Regions from separate parts of the Oryctolagus cuniculus genome. Here region 2 is linked to region 1. The links are chromatin contacts, called in public Micro-C maps. All regions are on one chromosome and are shown on one strand. The core of a region is the stretch at or near the end of the contact, and the rest is flanking DNA. Distances in the headings are between cores, read along the strand shown. Region 1 holds the start of PRPF3 (pre-mRNA processing factor 3). Region 2 holds the start of VPS45 (vacuolar protein sorting 45 homolog).

What was found. A called contact is a pair of places that touch in the nucleus more often than the background predicts.
Region 2: a Micro-C map of ear pinna shows a contact between it and region 1, with 3 times the contacts expected there. The contact joins the promoter of VPS45 here to the promoter of PRPF3 in region 1. A contact is called at or near these places in 4 of 6 Hi-C or Micro-C datasets (ear pinna, embryonic fibroblasts, skin fibroblasts and 1 more).

What each region holds. Positions count from the first base shown.
Region 1 is chr7:47,655,786-47,659,278 of mOryCun1.1, reverse strand. It overlaps PRPF3 (pre-mRNA processing factor 3), which reads left to right and starts at 1,835. Exons shown (of 16, transcript XM_051857310.2): 1 at 1,835-1,974.
Region 2 is chr7:47,892,575-47,896,360 of mOryCun1.1, reverse strand. It overlaps VPS45 (vacuolar protein sorting 45 homolog), which reads left to right and starts at 2,041. Exons shown (of 15, transcript XM_051858711.2): 1 at 2,041-2,250; 2 at 2,867-3,001. The coding sequence starts at 2,158.

The sequences.
Region 1 (3,493 bases), core at 586-3,085:
TTCAGCAGCCCTATGAGGTCAATTTTTTTTTTTTTTTTGATAACAGATCCCATTTTATAGATGAGGAAATATTAAGTCCCCTAATGTCTCACAACCATTGAGTAGATTTGGACTACAAATCCAGGTGGATTTTAAAGTCTGTTCTCTTAATCACTGTGGGGAATCCCACAGGAGTCCCAAAAATCACAGATCACCGCTTACCCATTGATCAAAAGGAGGTGGACCATGGAGAAATCCACTGGTAACCCCTAAAAAGAGTTATGGTTATAGCTCACTGCTGTCCACAAAGAAGTAAAAGCAAGAAATAAAAATGGAGTTACTTATGCTAAGCCAGAAAATGATGACATCACTTATGTCAAGCTCAGGGCTTGCCAGAAAGATGCTCCTCATCAGACTGAACAGACATCCCTGGGCAGCCTGATAACGTGTGCTACGGACGATAACCTCAAGTTTCCTTCCTACTCACATTGTGAGTGACCGCACCCAAGGAATACTCCAGATACGCCCTGTCCCAAACAACGGATGGGTGGCACCCCGGGAAACTCCAAGAGGGAGCACAACTGATTGGTGACACCCGGACCCCTACTGGAGACTCCCCCTTCAGAGTGGCAAGGATAAAGGAGAGCCTTTTCCACCGCTCTCGAGGATCATGGCCCGATGTGTGTGAACCTCTGGATCTCCACACATCTGGAGCTGAAGAGCCAGCTTGCTAGCACCCTTGCTAAGTGACGCAAGGCGATTACGGGACCAAACTCCAGCGGAGCCGCTGCCTGGCCGCCTCACCCGGACCCGTTATTGGCTGCTGCCAGACCAACACCAGACCTCTCAGCAGGGGACCTCTCCAACTCCTTGCCTTGCCCTCTGAACCTACTGCCCAGAGTGACAGCCATCCCCAAACTTCCTGCCTGTAACTGACTGTCCTGAGATCCATCTCTCCGAGTGGTAACGAAGACTTTGAACTCTGGACTTTGGACTTTGACTTTTGGTGACCGTGATACGACCCTTGAGGACGCAGCACTTATAATGATATTAGCCGTGTGTAATATGAAGGCATGTGCCTTGACCCTGTGATTAAGAATAATGTTATGTGCTTATATTATTATAGTTGGATTGCCTTTGAGACTGCTAGGTGTGTGTTATGATCTGTGGAGTACTGAATATAACAATGTAGATTGGTATGCAGAGTGGTCAAGCCCTAGTGTGAAATTGTGTGGGCAATAAAAACCTTTCATTGGAAAGACAATCTTGTGTCCATGTGTTCCTTCCTCCCTGTGCTCCGACACCTCGCCCTTAAGCCCTGTCGAGCTGCGTGACAGCAGGCATTCGCGACAATCACTAAAGCAATACTCTCAAGTGGCCAGCACACATTAGTAGGCAGTTGATAAAGATTTGTTCCGTCAATGAATGAATCTAACAATAAAAAGGTATTAGAAGCTACTTGCTTGAGTCTTCCTACCCTTGTCTTGTTCCTGAATGACCTCCGGTCCCACTGTTAACTTAGAAAAGGCTGGGGGGCGACTAAAGCTGATGATCAGGACTCCGAGAGGGTTTACTTTCTACCAGAAAGGCCACGTTTCAGCACGCACAAACAAGTCCTCCTTTTAGTCCTGTAACTTTAGAGCGTTTATCCGCCACACGAAGAAAACTAAAAATTGTTTTGTTTGCGTTTTTTTTTAAACTGAAAACCACCTAAAGTTACGCCAACTTCGTAATCTTTTTTCCCTGTAGAAACCGAAGGCCAGCAGCAACTTGGACGGGGAAACCTTAGGGCTGTGCCACGCATGCGCTCCGCTGTCGCCAGAGCGGCAACTGCGGCTGCGCAAATCGACGGCCCGCCCCCTCCCTGGTCACGTGTCAGGGGACCGCAGCGTGGCGGCGGCCGTGGCGGTAGCGACGGCAGGCCGTAGGGCGGTCAGAAGGTTTCCGGTTCCGGTGTAACGTTCGGGCTCCGTCTCAGGGGCTGAAGTTTGTGAGGTGAGTAGTGGCCCCGGGCCCGGGGAGGGTGTCTTCCCGTCGGAGCGGCTGGGGCCGGGGCTGAGTCCGAGGGGAGGAACAGGGTGAAGGGTCCAGCGGGAAGGATGCTGAGAGAAGCACACGGTTCGGGAGAGAACGGATTGGAATGAGATTGTTGAGAGGAAAAGGGCGGGGGCGGGACGGGGACAGGCTGGGGAGAGCAGCTCTGGGGTGAGGAGTTTGGACAGAACAAGGTGAGGGAGGAGGCCGGTGAGAGAGAGAGCGAGAGTAAAAACAGGAGGAGGGGGGCTCCTGGGAGCACTCGGGTTGCAGCAAAGGAGAGCGTAGAGTAGGGAATCCTTTAAGAAGATTGGATTCTGCTGCCTGCTCATTGAGCAGTCATTCTGCCTGCCTCCCTTTCTGCACGCCAGCTCTCCCCGCCCCCACTCCCACCAGCCGTTATTATGGAGCATTGGGTCAGTAGCAAAGGCTGCTGTTGGAAACTTTTTTTTTTTTTTTAACATCTCAGAGGGAATTAGGTTGAACTTGAATACACTTTTGTTAGTACAGCGCTTGGGCACACATTTCATCTGAAAATAAAGATTCTTCCGTTTATTGCTTTGGTTTTCAAATTGCTTACTCTTTCTGGCCTGTGATGGAGTTTTCGTGGAATGTAGGCCCTTGTTACAGCCAGGGTGATTGTATTTTGTTCTCTGCTGTTTGTATCAGCACCTTCTACATTGCTTGACACTTAGTATTTGAGTAAACAGGGGCTTATGGGAATTAATTTGCCCAAGGGCTTGTGAATGATGGGATTAGCTTGGGAGTAGGGGTCTGTACCATTTATTGACCATCTGTTAGGCACTGTGAAGAACATTAGAAATAAAATCTTTGTGCTCCTGAGGAATTTGGAGAGTTAGGGATTAGATTAAAATATAGACATGATTAATGGTGACATTTTATACTAACTTGCATTGAATACAAAGATTTGTGTGGGAGAGTCCTTTATAATACTATTTTCTGTGATGAATTAAAAAGTAGGGTACAGGTAAAAAGGGATTGAGAAGAGAACATCTAAAGTGAGGGCATTTTTTTTTCCCAAGCTGAGAGAGTACTTTCATCACGACTTCTCACAGAGATCCTGTAGAATGCAATGGAGAATTTGCACTGTGCTGTCCTGCAGTAGCTTAAGCTGCCGCTTGAGACATGTGTGTGCCATACTGGAGTGCCTGTGTTTGAGTCTCGCCCCTGCTTCCAGTCCACCTTGCTGTTGCGTATCTTGGGAGGCAGTAGATGATGGCTCAAGTACTTGGGTCTTTGAGACCCGTGTGGGCACCTTGGATAGAGCTCCTGGCCCCTGGCTTTGGTGTGGTCCAGTCCTGACTATTGTGGGCATTTGGAGAATGGACTCAAGTGCATGGTAGGGGTCCAAGTACTCAAGCCATCACCTGCAACCTACCAAAATGTGCAGTTATCAGGAAGCTGGAATGAAGAGTGGAGCCAGGACTCAAACCCAGGCATTCCAAGCTGGTCTTGTCTT
Region 2 (3,786 bases), core at 792-3,291, 240 kb before region 1:
AATTTTACTCTGACTAGATCATTTCACCCTCAGGAATACGAAGATCGTATTGAACCAACTTCAGTTATTTGGCTCTCTGAGTACATTACCAGTGGTCTCCGTGGACAGGAATGGTTTCTTGTTTGTAGGGCAGTTCTCATACAGAAATCCAGCTTCTTTGGTCAATTCAAAATGCTACAAATGGCAAGCTTAATCTGTAATCAAAATTATTAACTCAGAACCATTGCTGTGAGAACACTGTACAGAATTCAATAGCTGGTTGGTAGCCATGATACAAGCACGGTATATTTTATTATAGCTATACTGAAACTTATTTACTCATGCTTTGTTTTGTCTTGAAACCTTGAGTTCTGATGGAGGAAAACAGGACTTTAACATTGGGAGTTAAATCTCGAAATAATAAACACTTTGGAAGATGCTAATGTATATATAATTACTTGGATAATCATTCGTGATTATTTAATTTACATACATACTTACAAGTCTAAGAAACAAATGTAAAAACCGTATTTCCTAACTCCCTCTTATTCTCCCTCTTCCCTGCCCTACCTCTACCTCTCTCCCTAGCCCTACCTCAACCTTTCAAATAAATAAATCTTAAGAAAAAACCTTATAACTGTCAAAGCATAAATAACCAAAAGGAAGGATGCAGTTTCTTTCCATTTATTACTTATAAATTAACTACTGTCCATAAAAGAATACGTTTCATGGATCAGCATTTTTCTCCTTATTCTTTCTTAGAAAATGGGAAAAAAATTATGGCAAACTACATTGTAGTTCGAATTGTGGGTAAGGAAAACAAAAATCAAGTGACATGTGAGACTGGAGGTGAATTTTCAAATCTTGGTATTTTACAGGATTTGCATATGACTTTCTCTATTAGCATTGTTTCAATGTTTTCTATAACATGAATGCTTTACATTGATTAGAATTTTCAAATAACAAAGTTTTCTTGTTTGTATGCACTCAAAGATACACTTTTCACTTTAAGGTATAATTTTTCTTCAAAAGTAAGTGTTAGACAAACTGAAAAGGACAAAAAAAATCACATTCTTTGCGATTTCAGAGGTGACAAAAATCTCTGGTATTTCAAATGGCTTCAAAAGGACCTGGGAGCTGCATATAATGTTGTGTATTTTTGCCAGATTAAGATAAAGGTGCTGTTTTGACTGTACATGACTTAAAATATAATAATTTATTGGATAAAGCTGAACCTACCGATTAAGCTGATCCCACAAACGATGTTCACTATTTTGGTGGAAATACTTGCAGGCTCTTAGAGTCACTGATCTCTAGAATTGTTCTTTGTTATCTTCTTGATTTTACAACCCCCCAAAATAAAAGTGTGAAGAAATGACATCATGGAGACCTGTGTGTTGCAAGCACAAATGCCGTCATTCTGAAACTGGTGATCTCAAGATTACTTTTGTTGCTAGATTTTTGTCAAGTTTCTATAACAGAAATGTGTGGGTCTCCCTTAAAATCTCCAGGCTAGTTTGTTTTAATTGCATGGGATCCGTACAGCGGGCTCCTGCCTGCAGCGTCAGTGCCGCGGGTGCCCCACAGTCTGGCCCGGAGGGCGCTGGCGCCCCAACACAGGGGAGCTGTCTCCGCCTTAAAGATCCCATGAAGCCGAAGAAGATGAGGCAAATACTGCGTGCGATGTATCAAAGCGGTCCCGAGCGGCCAGGAGCATTTCGCCACCTTTCCTGCCCTTCATCCCTCACTGGCCTTTCCCACCCCACGCCCGACCAAAGTAAAGGGGAGCAAAGAGTGTGACCACGGCCACGCGCCGTCGTCCCTGCCCCAGGCCAGCACGGAGGGTTTCTGGCCGCCGCCAGGCCGCCGAGACCAAAGGCTGGGAGAAGGCTGAGCGCAGGCCTCGGACGTCCCGGCGGCGATGGGCGCACGGCCACGCCCGCCGCGGCGCACGGCCAGTCCCGGCGGCCGACTTCTCCAACCCGCGGCGAGGCCGGGTCTCCCGCTCACGCCGGACTCCGCGGCGGAACTACAACTCCCGGCACCGACGCTGCCCGGAGTGCCGGAAGCCGGAGCGCGGCCGGGAGGAAGCGGCTGAGACCCAGCCAACAGGCCAGGGGTTAAGTTAGCAAGAAAAAGGGGGCGGGAAGGGCTCGAGGGCACCTGTCACTCGCCACCATGAACGTGGTTTTTGCGGTGAAGCAGTACATTTCCAAAATGATCGAGGACAGCGGGCCCGGGATGAAAGTGCTCCTCATGGATAAAGAGACGGTGAGTTTGCTTTTGCTCCGGGTTCGTGCGGGAAGCCTCCCTCCCTGCCTCCCTTACAGTGGCTGGTCCATGCCACTGTAGCATGTACTAGTCCATTAAAGGTTTGCAAACGCAGGTCAGCTTTGTGTGGGACTGAAAAGTTGTATAAAGCTTGCCCGGTGAGTTTTCAGTCTCCATGGCGCTCACCACTCCCCGGAGACGACTTCTTGGGCGCAGCACAATGTCTCTGCTAAGAAATCATTACTAGGCGAGACAGCCCTTGGCAGACTGCGGGGTGGTCGCGTTCCTTCAGCTCAGTGTTGTGTTATTAAAGTGAAGCTGCCAGGGCTCAAGCTGACGTGACAGGTTATTTGTTGGTCACACACTGTGGAAAGAAACAGCTCTTTCAGGTGATGGAGAATTTATTTTGAGAAATTTACGAATTGCTCATATTCACAGAGCGCCCTTTTTTTTTTTTTTTACTTTGATACATTACTTCCTGTTTTGCAGGTACAGTAAAGGTTATTTCGTGTTTTAGAGTTTCATTTAGCCAGCTGGTATTAATGAAAAGGCTTCGCGATGGCCGTTTGTTTTTAGTATTCTGGACTGGCGTAATCTTCATTCATTTTCTTCACAGACTGGTATAGTGAGTATGGTATACACTCAGTCCGAGATTCTTCAGAAGGAAGTGTACCTCTTTGAACGCATTGATTCTCAGAATCGAGAGATCATGAAGCACTTGAAGGCGATTTGTTTTCTTCGACCTACAAAGGTACTACATATACTGAACTGCCATCTGCCCAGGCACATGCAGGACACTCGGATCTGAAAGCACTAAAAGGCCAAATAAATGTGTCTGATCATCATTTGTGGCATCATAATTATCAGTTTTAACCTTTATTCTTTTCTTTTCCGTGTCTCATTTTACCCCTGTCAGCCAGTTCTTTCTTCAGGATGTCTTTTGGGTTCACAGCTACTCCCAACACCACTACCTACTCTGACAAGCACATCACTTTATGCCTGTCACTGAACGTTATTCCCACCTTATCTTACGTACAGCCATCACAGTATTGGAACTTCACCATTTATTCACATCTGTGCCCAGGAATCCGTAGTGGCTCATTTTTAACTTAAATGATTAAAGCTCTGTTTAGGGGCCGGCGCCATGGCTCACTTGGTTAATCCTCCGCTTGCGCGCCAGCATCCCATATGGGCGCCGGGTTCTAGTCCCTGTTGCTCCTCTTCCACTCCAGCTCTCTGCTGTGGCCCGGGAAAGCAGTGGAGGATGGCCCAAGTGTTTGGGACCTGCACCCACATGGGAGACAAGGAGGAAGCACCTGGCTCCTGGCTTCGGATTGGTGTAGTTCCAGCCGTAGCGGCCATTTGGGGAGTGAAGGAGAGGAAGGAAGATCTTTCTAACTATCTGTAAAAAAAAAAAAAAAGGCTCTATTTAGTAGCCCAGCAATCAGAATCATCCTTTAGCTGGCTTGGTCTGCCCCCATGTATCCAGCCTTCCCATGTCCCAGCTCTGTCCCTCCACTGTTGCCAGCTCGGCAA